2 separate regions of the Anser cygnoides genome follow, and region 1 is linked to region 2. Evidence: chromatin contacts called from public Hi-C data. All regions are on one chromosome and are shown on one strand. Each heading gives the region's core, a stretch centred on a gene start, on an enhancer-like site or on the middle of the called end of the contact. The rest is flanking DNA. Distances are from core to core; before and after follow the strand shown. Region 1 holds the start of ATP7B (ATPase copper transporting beta). Region 2 holds the start of SPRYD7 (SPRY domain containing 7).

Region 1 (5,674 bases), core at 601-3,100, 970 kb before region 2:
AAGCATGATGACTGAAGACTGTTTTTTTTTAGAGTAAAAGATAAATGAGCTCCGTATTAATCAATATCAGACTTAAGAGTGCCTTGCACTACATTAGATGTCCATCTAGCACACAGCATGAACAAAATGCAGAAGGCTGCACAAAGCCAGGGGTTGTGCCAATGCTGAATCCACTTCAGATATTAACTTTGTCTCCCGCAACAAGAGGCGAGTATCAAAACTAGAATTTGTGTGCAGGTAACTGATGTGTCCCTAAAAGTCCAATACTGATACCAAAAAAAAACGATGAGAGAGGAGCGGTTCGGCTTAGGAGGAAAGAAGTGACAGGTGCCGCAGTTGTGCAGAAGACACAGGATGGAATAAAATCCGGGCAGAGTGCTGAAGCAAGAAGGCGCAACCAGGTGAAACACAGATCTAAAAAGAAAACCTTTAGGGCCTGTACATTAACGATACCCATTTAAATATGCAAAAATAACACAATTTGCATAAAGAATACCATAAGAAGCTGAGCGTGAAATGTTGTATTTGATAAACGTGTGCTTACTTTTTCTGGATCGTCCTTATGGCACACCACAAGACCCTCTCCCCTCCGCCCCCCGCGTTGCAATACGGGTGAAAAAACGCCACCAGCACGGGCCGCTGCCCGTCCCTCCCTGCCGGGCTGAGCCGCTGCTTCCTCGCCTGCAGCCAGAGCCGCGCTGCCCACAGCAGCACCGCCACGCAGAGGCACAGAGCTCCGCTGAGAAACAACGCCGGGACCAGCAGCGAGCACAGCAACCTGAAAGGAGTGGGAAATCGTTAAGTAGAGGAGTTAAATAATTAATTGTTACATAGAAGAGACACAGCGCGGTGACAGGACGAGGGGGAATGGGCTAAAGTTGCACCAGGGGAGGTTTAGGTTGGATATTAGGAAGAACTTCTTCATACCGAAAGGGTTGTTAGGCATTGGAATGGGCTGCCCAGGGAGGTGGTTGAGTCACCATCCCTGGTGGTCTTTAAGAGACGTTTAGATGTAGAGCTTAGTGATATGGTTTAGTGGAGGACTTGTTAGTGTTAGGTCAGAGGTTGGACTCAGTGATCTTGGAGGTCTCTTCCAACCCAGATGACTCCGTGATTCTGTGATAGAGAGATGGGCTTATGGGTAGAGAGCTATGGGGCGATATCGGGAATTAGATCACTGATATTGGTGGTTCATTTCAACGACTATCATAAAAGCGTGTTGTTTGGGGAAAGATTTTTTCCGATGATCAATTCTGGAGCATTAATACTAGATATTTGTGCATACATATATATATATATACATGGCATATATAGTATCAGGATAACATGCTGACATACACAGACATTACATTACACACTATACACCCATATACACACCACATAAAGGCACATAAAGACATATAAAGGCTACAAGCCATATAAAGGCTGCAAAGCCACAGCAAACAACCCTTAAACAGACTTTTTCGAGCTTTCCCTCAGCCGAGCCAGCCCCTTTAGGCCCTGCATTACTGTAGAGCCGCTCAGCCTGCCCTCAGAGCACAGCCCAGCACCACGTTCCCCTCCCCGGGCTCCCCTCCCCTCCCCGGGCTCCCCTCCCTGAGGCAGCTGAGGGTGGCCCCAGCCCGGGGCCCGCTCCCCACAGAGGTGCCGCCCCCTCCTCCCATACCTGCCCGTCCCGCCCGCCACCATCTTGTGGCGTCCTGACGGAAGAGGAGGCAGCCCGGGGGGCGGGGCCAAGCGGGCGTTGCGTCTCCCTCTCATTGGCTCCCCGCGGGAGATGGACAGGCAGGGGGCGGGGCATAGAATGGGCGCCTGAGGGGAGGGAAAAAGGCAGCAGGGGGGTGGTGGGGGCAAAAGTAGGGGGGCGCTGTTTGTGGGGTTTGCTGTGGGTACTGCTGGATCTCGGGTTTTCACCTCCTCTTTTACCTCCCCTTCTGTTTTGTCTCCACTGGGGGGATACTCACAGACCGGAGGAATGGTGTAGTGATAAGCTGGGCTGTGCTGCTTTTCCAAACGCTGCTGCTGCAGCTGCGTCGTGCAGGGAGGCTTCGTGTGCCTAAAATGGCCGCCTGGGGAGCGGGGTGAGAAACCCGGTGTGTGCCCCCTCACCGTGTGAGGCTGCCGAGAGCTAGATGAGGGGGAGCGTTTACACATTGTAGCCCTGTCTGCCAAAACCTGAAAGGAAGGTGCGGGGAGCTGGGGGTCGGCCTCTGCTTGCAGGTAACCAGTGATAGGACTAGAGGGAATGGCCTCAAGTTGTGCCAGGGGAGGTTCAGGTTGGAAATGAGGAGACATTTCTTCTCAGAAAGAGCAGTCAGGCACTGGGACGGGTTGCCCAGGGAGGTGGTGGAGTCACCGTCCCTGGGGGTGTTCAAGGAAAGGTTGGACGTGGTGCTTAGGGACATGGTTCAGTGGGTGGTAGTGGTGCAGGCAGATCTGTTGCAGGTAAGACTGTCTCCAGTCTCTTGCAGAGCTGATCTGTCCAAAATTGGAAGGTATTTCAAAGATGCTTTACCTCTACCAAACCCTGATCTTTCAACCTCATTGAGGCTGAAGCTCTCTCTTCCATGTCATAGCTCTTGGTGTGTTTTGAGGTCTTGGGGCTGTTTGGGATGCTTGTGAAGGTCCTCCTGTGGCTTCCTGATCAGCAGATGTTGTAGGGCCAGGAGTTTATTTGAACATTGCTATAGCTTGAAGCCAAGAGACAAAGCCTCTGCTGTGTTGGAAGTGGAAAGAGCTGAGTGTAAGTAATGATTAGTTGGTGCTGACCCACCTGGGTTGTGTGCTGCTTACAGGGAGCCTCACATGGGGGTGAAAGTTGGAAACGTGTCAACCCTTGAAAGTTAGAGTTGTAGTAGTTGTTGCTGATGTTATTTAAATGCCTTCACTGCCCTAATTACAACTGCCTGTACTTTTTTCGAGGGCATCTCTGCCTTTATGTGAGCAGTTACATTGGAACAGTTATCTTGGGAAGCCTGGCCAGAGTGACTTAACATTTCTAACATTTCATTCCTGATCCAACGCTTCTCATACATTGGGAGCAACAGGCCCTAGTTACTCTCCCTTAATCTTCTTCTCTTCCCCAACAGACCAGCTGCCTGAGAACCATGTCAGATGCTTGCAGAAGAGATCTGTGCTGGATTCACACCTCTCAACTCGAGACACATTTCTTGCAATGTCAACATTTGAAGCTAACTGCCCGGGTTCAGAGAAGAGGTATAGTTCTTCTAGGGAACAAGCAGTCCGGTCTGTTTTAGATGATGAAAGTTGTGTGTCTCTCCACTGACTTGAAAAGGAGCTTATAGCCACTCCCTTGGAAGGTATGAGTCTTAGATTGAGTTTATTTATGAAGCTGGTGGATCACAAGTTAGCCACGGCTTAATTAAGATGAGACTGAATGAGTTCTGAGAAGCAAGTTAAAAAAAAAAAAAAGGTAGACGTCTACATACCATTTTGTTGCCAGAGCCATACATGACAGATGCTGTGTTTTGAATTTAAGTCTCTGTTCAGTCATCAGACACCTTTGACTTCATATGGCTAGAAAAGTGAAACTTGTTCTTTCCAGTCAAGGCTCATTGCAAGCTTAGTGGTAGTGGGAATGAGAAATGAGGATTTAGCCTACAGAGCTTCCAGTGCAAGGCATATCATTTCTTCAGGGATTCCTAAATGTCGGGAGTATGTTTTAGCTTGAGCCCAACAAAATATTTTGCTTTTCCTGAAATGGTATAACCACTTTTTTGTGAGTTCCTAAAATCTCCTCTTAAGGAATGTATATGTTTGTGCATTTTGGCAAATGGAAGAAAAAGGCTGATCTCCACAGGCACAACAGAAACAGCTGCCTTGTGGCAGCAAACTGGATTTGCAGTGCGTGAACTTTCCAGCAGGGAGAGCCTCAGAGTTTGTTCAGGGAGTCGGACAGCCAGGCATGCTTTGTGCACAGCACTGCCACTGTGGGACATAGGTCTGGCACTTCCCAGAAAAATTTTTGCACGGATGCAGATCGACTGGCCAGCTTTAGTGCTACAAAGCCTCTACAGTCACGTAATTTTCCTGGTGACAGTTCAAGAGCAAAGTATTCGTAGAACTGTTCTTGTCTTGCTTTTGCTCCCAAGGCAAACAACAGATAGGCCAGAGGAATTGTTTTGGCAGGAGAAGCTATCTCTGATGTATTTTTTTTGGTGTTTTTTTTTTTTTTTGAGGCTTCATGGTGCTTTCCTTATAATGTACACTTATTTCTTGACGGGTACTTCCATGTAGAATAATCCAGGAAACATGATGTCTTTTAAGGCTGCATATAACCTATACATAGGCTGCATATAACCTATAGCTCAGCCACATTGAAATAAAGCATCTGCATAAACAAATACATAGTCTGGTGCAACTTTTCCAGATCTTTACCAGTGCTAAGCAGGAGAAGAGTGCAGTACAGTGGGGCCCCTGTTTCTTTTGCAGATCTTTGTGCATATTTTATAGTCACCTCAGACTGCCTGGGATGCTCTCTTTATTTTGGAAGCATGTAAACTTGCTCGTTGTAGGGAGAAATCTGCATGGTGGTGGGAGTACCAAATAGTGTTCTTAGTTCTAATAATTTATAGTTCACAGAACCACAGCAGGGCTGAGGCTGTCAGGGAGCTCTGGAGGCCCCAGGCCCCAAGCCCCGCTCCAGCAGGGCCCCCCAGCGCAGGGTGCCCAGGACCCCGTCCAGGCGCCTTGTGCCGCTCTCCCAGGAGGAGACCCCACAGCCTCTCTGGGCAGCCTGGGCCAGTGCTCAGCCGCCCGCCCAGCACACAAGTGCTGCCTGGTGCTCAGAGGGAGCCTCCTGCCTGCCCCTCGGTGCCCACTGCCCCTGGCCTGGCGCTGGGCACCCCTGAAAAGAGCCTGGCTGCGGCCTCTTTGCCCCCTGCCTGCGGGGATTCACAGCCCTGGGTGAGATCCCCCTGAGCCTCCTCTTCTCCAGGCTGAGAAGTCCCAGCTCTCCTGGCCTCTGCTCACAGGAGAGATGCTCTGGTCTGCTGATCTGTTTTATTTTTTCTGTAGTCCATCTAGGGGTAATTAAAGACAAGCTGTATTAATACTTTCAAAGTTTTTTTTTGTTAGCTTTTTTTTAATCACAGGGTATTCATCTTTTGATGTGAGCAATGTGAAAACTGTGTTGCAGACAGCCTTAGAGACTGCAAAGGATACCTTTAATGTGTGAATATCCAACGCAGACTAACTGGGTTGTCATCACTTCACAACTTCCCCACCTTAATGCATATGTAGCAGAAGATACTGGATGAATGCATTTAAGGTACTGCCAATAACGTCAGCAACAGCAGTGCTGGGCTGTCTGTAGCGTTCCTACTCCAGCAGGGGGAATGCTATTAAACATCTTGTCTGTAGAAATTCCACGTGGCTGACATGCCAAAGAAATGAAACGAGCCTTGTCATGAAGTTGGCTTTGTTCTTACCTGCTCAGAGATGTACTGAGTTTTTCATCTTTTGCTGCCTCTGTAAGCACTTTTGTCCTGTTTTAATTGCTTTCCTTATTAAGGTCCTCACTCTGAAGGAAGATCCATGCAAACAAGTAAGCAGGATTCAAAACAAATAGCAGAATCCACTCACAATGCGTTCTCCTCAAGCCTGTGAGGCATTGGAGGTAGCTTTTAAGTACATTTTTGTAACTCTCATTCTT
Region 2 (5,647 bases), core at 1,768-4,267:
CGTCCCGTTTCCTTGCACGCAGAGGAAGCAAATGGGAGGGAATACGGCGCGGCGGTCCAAGTCTGCTGCTCTCGCCAGGATGCTTGCCCAGAAGAAGCTGTCCCTTGGCTTTTTCTCAGGGCCATGCACCACTGCTTCTCCCACTGTCTGCTGGCTCTCGCGTGGTGTTTCCGCTCCCTGACATGCACGCAGGCAAACACAGCTGCAACCAATCTGCGCTCTTGCTGCCGTGCTTGCAAGCGGTCCCCGGAGAACTCTGACTTTCCCCAAATTAGTGCTTGCTCATACGAATTAGCTCATCTCAGTGCCTGGCTGTGCAGCCCGGTGCCCTGGGCAGCGGTTTCTAGTTTGTCGCTATCTTACGCCATAAAAGCGCTTAATTGCTCCTTCCTGAATGAAGCCTGGCCAGCCTGCCTGTCGGTTTTAATGAGGTTTGTGATTGCCTATAGATCAAAGCCCTGCCCTGATCGGTTCTGCTTCTACGGCATAGAAAGGAAAGGGGAAGTGACCTCCAAAGTAAACAGAACAACTGGGAACAAAATTAATTTTCATACACAATTTCTGCTATGACTTGGCGAGTGTCAGATTAACTGCATGAAGTAGGAGACTTCCTACAGAAAGTAAATCCTCCCCAGAACACGTTATAACGAAGATTTGAAGAGTAAGAGCACAACCTGTTTTTCATCTGAGACCTTGTCTGTATCATCTTCCAAACCACAGGCCTGACCCTGTGAGTGGAAGGACTGCTTTCAGTAAACAAACCTTGATTTTCCAGTCCTGCGCCATCATTTACTTCTGTGCAAGCCCCACGAAGATGTTACTACATCTATTCCAGCACATTTAATAACTTTTTTTTTTTTGCTTTCTTTAATTCATTTTCACAGGTGGAAATGCCTCCAAAATGCTTGTGGCAGTGGAGGAGCAATTCCCAGTGTTTTTCCCTAGCAAGGCTCTGATGAAGAGGAATTATCGTGCTGAGACTAATTGGTGATGTTGTATTACATGCTGTAACAACGGGTGATACATAGTTCCCCTCTCTCCTGCGAATTTGGTGACATCAGGGAACCTTACCGAGACGTATTTGCAGCCTGTGGATCTATTTTGCAGGGCTAATGAGAGACAGTTGTGTTTTGTGAATGAAACTCAGAGCAAGGGAACAAAACAAGTCTATGACCACCCTTCTCTTCCAGCACAATCTCCAGCGCTCCCATGTTTGTGAAATGGATGAGACCTGGTCTTCTTTTCTGTTCTTTTTCCTGTTCTTCTAACATGGTTCCCAGACAAAATGTCTCTGCTGCTACTGTTCAAGGGAAAAAAAAAAAGCTAAAACCCTGTGAGCAACAAGCATGTTTAGGCATGCTGAGCATAATTTTGCTTCCAGTGTGGGAGGGCCCTAAATACTTGGCCTCCCCAGCGAAAGAAATGCACATTCAAGAAATTCAGCAGACGCTGAATTAACCCTTCATTGCCAACCACAGTTATACATGTGAATGCTGGAGCCCAGATCTCCATTTCCTTGGGGCAGCTGCTTGGGCATTGTACAAATTTTGTGAAATCTTGCTGTTCAAATATGCTCTAAACAGGCTGTCAAGAAAAAATTACAGATATGGTACTATCTTGCTGCCATTTCTCACCTCCTCCTCCACAAGAGGCATACAAAAAAGTTGTATTTATTACCAGCTGACATTCCCTTTTTCCACCTGACCAGCCTTGTCCCCTGTTGCTTTTCCCAGGTGGGGCTTGGCAGCTTTACCATGCACCCTGCCGTGACACTGAGCTGTCACCAGCACTGGGCTTGGTGCTGGCTCTGGGGGACACCCAGCGCCACAGCTGCTGCTGTCTGGGGACTGGTGAAACCAGGATCTCCAGTAAGAAAGCATTGGAGTGGGAAAGTGCCAGCAACCGCCCCCCAAAAGCCTTGTTCCCCTTTAGTCTGACAGCTTTGGCAAGATGTGCTTGTTTCCCCAGTGGTCATTCTGGGGAAGAAAGGAGATTATTGGGGCACAGAGAAGAAATAGGATAGGAAGTCATCTGGAGGTTGCGTCTCTTCCTAAGTCTTTTTTTTTTTTATATATAATATATTAACATTTGTCATTTAGCATTTACTGTAACAAACCCGCAGTGTGCGACAGACAATAAAAATCCCGCAGTGACTTAAATGGGACTAATTATGTGAACAACGAGCTACCAATGAGGACGACGATGCCCTACATACGAAATGAATAAACATCAGTTTCCACCTAATATTTACTTCTTAGAAGTCCAAGAATAATCCCATTTGGCATATTTTAAGGAAGTCAGCTCTTGACCCCAAATGTTTATGGGCTGTAACAGTAAGTCCAATAAAAGAAAGGAAGCATATTTTAAAGCTGCTCTTAAAATCAGATTGGTTTTAGGCACAATTTTGAGGAAGGCAGCATTTCACCTCATGTTTCAAGCGAAGGGGTAAGTGTGACTGATACAGCCCATCCAGACCAATAAGATATTTCTTGCCGTGAAGCTTTCCTTTAACAAAGGATGTGAACACCCGCGTAAGCCCCCAAGACGGATGATGTTGTACCACATGGGTTACATTAGGTGCATACTGCAGGAAAACGTTAAGGGAGCTTTCTAGGTGAAATGTAGCAAAATGAGATGGCAGCTGAAAACCACGGGGACCAATTTCATCTCAAATTGGAGATAAATATGCCTTTAAACACATGTATTTTGATGTCGGCAGAGCGTTGTGGACCAGCAGGCACGACATTTGCCGGAGGTTTCTCTGACAGAAAATCCGAGCGGGAAGCGGGGTGAAGGGAGCAAAGCGGGGTCCGGGCGGGCTCCCACTGTCGCATTATCACCCCTCACTGCAGGGGAGGCACAGGGGAGGCACAGCCGAGCCCAGCCTGCCCGGCTGCCAGCCCCCGGCCCGCTGCGAGGCCTCTCCCCGAGGGCCGGGCTCCCCGCGCTCCCCTCAGCGCCCCGCCATGTCGCACCCGCCCGCCGCCACCTCCCGCCCGCCAGGGGGCGCCGCGACCCGCCGCCATCTCGCGGCTCGGCGGCGGCTGCGCGCTTCGGCCCGGCCCGGCCCGGCTCGGCTCGGCTCGGCTCGGCTCGGCTCGGCCCGGCCAAGCCATGGCCGCCTCCGCCTTCTGCTGCCTCCGCTGGTGCCGGGATGGCGGCGCCGGCCACATCCCGCTGAAGGAGATGCCGGCGGTGCAGCTCGACACGCAGCGCATGGGTGAGCGCGGCTGCCCCTCAGCCTCGGGGAGGCGGCTCCCGGGGCCGGGAGGTGTCACCGCGAGAGTTATTTTGGGGGGAAAAGCTGTCGTTTTGGGGTCGCCGTGCATGAGGCGGTGAGGGGGAGGCCTCAGGGGGCTCTCGCCTTGCTTTGTGGCGTGGGTTGTGGTGGAAGGGCGCGGGGAGGGGTCGGCACTTGGCAGCAGGTGCCTGGGAATGCAGCCCACCGCCAAGGGATGCGAAGGGATTCGCATCGAAAGAGTTTGCAGAGGAAGCCGAAAAAAATAAAAATAAAAATAAAAATAATAAAAAGAGGTTTGAGTTAGGTTCAGTTGAGGCAGATGATGTGAGCGGGTGTGCGGTCACCTTCCTTGGCTTCAGGGAAGGAGCAGAACCGTTTGCAGCCTTGCCTGAAGCTCTTCTTGAGGTGATCTTCACACCAAGCCGTGCCCAGGCTCCATCGAGGAGGCAGCCCTTCATCCACAGCTCAGTGAGGAGGAAAGCAGCCTGGCTGCTTTCCAGCGCAATTCCTGGCCTGTTTTGGACCTGGGGAGTCTACCATATTCATGGCTGTGCCAACGGTACCTATAGGTGAAGTCTTCTGCCAGAGAAAGAGAACCTAGCAGGATTACGTTTCTTTTTTTTCCCCTCTCCATACTGGCAGGCATGTTTCTAACAAAAGGACTTCACCTGAGAATACCTGAACGCCTCGCAAGTCCATCACATGTTTCTACTTGATGTGCCTTTCCTTCTCACTGCAGAATGTTTTTCTCCAGTCTATAGAGACCGAGTACAGGGCTTAGGTCCTCCTCACAGCGAGCCCTTCTGACTAAATTGTAAGTTATGCCTCTGATGTGGCTGAGCAAAGGCTGTAATCAGCGTGGTGCCTTAAAGCCCAAGAGATGAAATTAGAGCAGCGTATAGGTTTTAAATAAATAAACCCTACTTGAAAGATGAACCAGCCTATAAACAGCCTCCCGTTTCTTACTTCAAAGCGTGGCCCGTCATCGTAATTCTCTTGGACTAATGAAGCTCTTACTTGGGGCTGAAAGAACAAAAATTGTTCTCCGTGTCTAGGGCTTTTAAGGGCCGCTTCCAGACTTCTGAAAATGTTTTGAAGTTCTGTGTTTTGTTTTCTTCTTGCAGGAACAGATGTTGTCATTGTTAAAAACGGCAGGAGAATATGCGGCACAGGAGGCTGCCTAGCCAATGCACCTTTGCATCAGAACAAGAGCTATTTTGAGTTTAAAATCCAGTCCACAGGTTAGTCAGCAAAAATGTACAACTTTAAACGTGGAAGGTATGTCAGATTGCTCGCTGTCGGTCGTATCTCAAATGCCGAGCACATGCATCTTTCAAATTGCATCCTTGAACTTTGTGAATATTGGAGGCTCTTATAGGTTGTCATTCTGTAAAATGAAATTTTTTCTTATTCTTATCTTTAATTGTGGCTCTGCAATATTGAAAAGAAGGGTAAGTGCAAATCCTAAAACACCATATTATTTTGTATGCTGTTATATGCATGTGTTTTGTTAACATTTTAGAAATGTATTTTGGTAAATACACATTTATGACCACATAAAACACTGGCCATGAAGTGTTAGCTTTTTAATAGTGCAGTTTATCCAGCAATGTTTCTGGCTATTTGTCTACCTTGATTTGCTATTAAGATGTACTGTGCTTGAGCAATAGTAACATTCCTTGTGCTATGCTTTGCACTCCAAATCTAATGTGTAGCACTTTTTCAACACTGCTTTATCAAGAGGAGCCTTTCAGCACCCTGTTCATTTGTTTTGTACGGTTTTGCAATGCAAGGTAGCAGAAAGTGAATGAAATTTGGAAACATTGTACTTTTACTAATACAGTCTGCTTCAACTAGTACAGAGGGCACTCCAGACTTATCAGTATTATAATATTAAAAATCAGACTGTATTTTTAAAAACATCAGATATTAAAGATGGGGCTGTTCTTTCTCAAAGAGCAGAGAGAAGAAAGGAGAGAAGTGTTTGTCCAGAGACAGGCTTCACAATACTGGAGCTTGAACCCAGTGCTTTTTGGGTAGGGATTGTTTGCACTCACTTGGTTTGGGGTGCTGGCACTGTGAACATGAATCTATCTAAAACACCTCACACTCAAACCATTTGTTTTTAAACCAGTTTGGTTTTAAACTACATATAAACCCCAGCTCACTCTTAATCTGGCAATTTTAGTATCCTTTCTGTTGAGGGGGAGAATCAACTCAACTGCAGCTGTTGTTCACGTATTGTCATCATTCACACAAGTACAGTATCTGCGTTGTTACACTTCAGAAACACAGGAAATAAACTCTTCTCTGAGCCCGGCTTCATCTTGTCCTGTGTCCCAGGGCAGGAGAGTTATAGATAGCTTAGCTTAAAACTTCAATTCACAGAAGTGTCCCTGCGCAGTC

What was found. Hi-C and Micro-C count contacts between places; a contact is called where the count stands out from the background.
Region 1: a contact with region 2 is called in a Hi-C map of liver, with 2.7 times the contacts expected there. The contact joins the promoter of ATP7B here to the promoter of SPRYD7 in region 2. A contact is called at or near these places in 2 of 7 Hi-C or Micro-C datasets (both in liver).

The regions. Positions count from the first base shown.
Region 1 is chr1:184,324,493-184,330,166 of Taihu_goose_T2T_genome, reverse strand. ATP7B (ATPase copper transporting beta) reads left to right here and starts at 1,850. Exons shown (of 23, transcript XM_066989548.1): 1 at 1,850-2,220; 2 at 3,090-3,216. The coding sequence starts at 3,108. It overlaps ALG11 (ALG11 alpha-1,2-mannosyltransferase), which reads right to left and starts at 1,781. Exons shown (of 4, transcript XM_013179668.3): 1 at 1,667-1,781; 2 at 545-778. The coding sequence starts at 1,761.
Region 2 is chr1:183,358,080-183,363,726 of Taihu_goose_T2T_genome, reverse strand. SPRYD7 (SPRY domain containing 7) reads left to right here and starts at 3,017. Exons shown (of 5, transcript XM_048052495.2): 1 at 3,017-3,220; 2 at 4,366-4,482. The coding sequence starts at 3,115. LOC106035048 (a long non-coding RNA gene) reads left to right here. Exons shown (of 10, transcript XR_010828067.1): 10 at 885-2,808.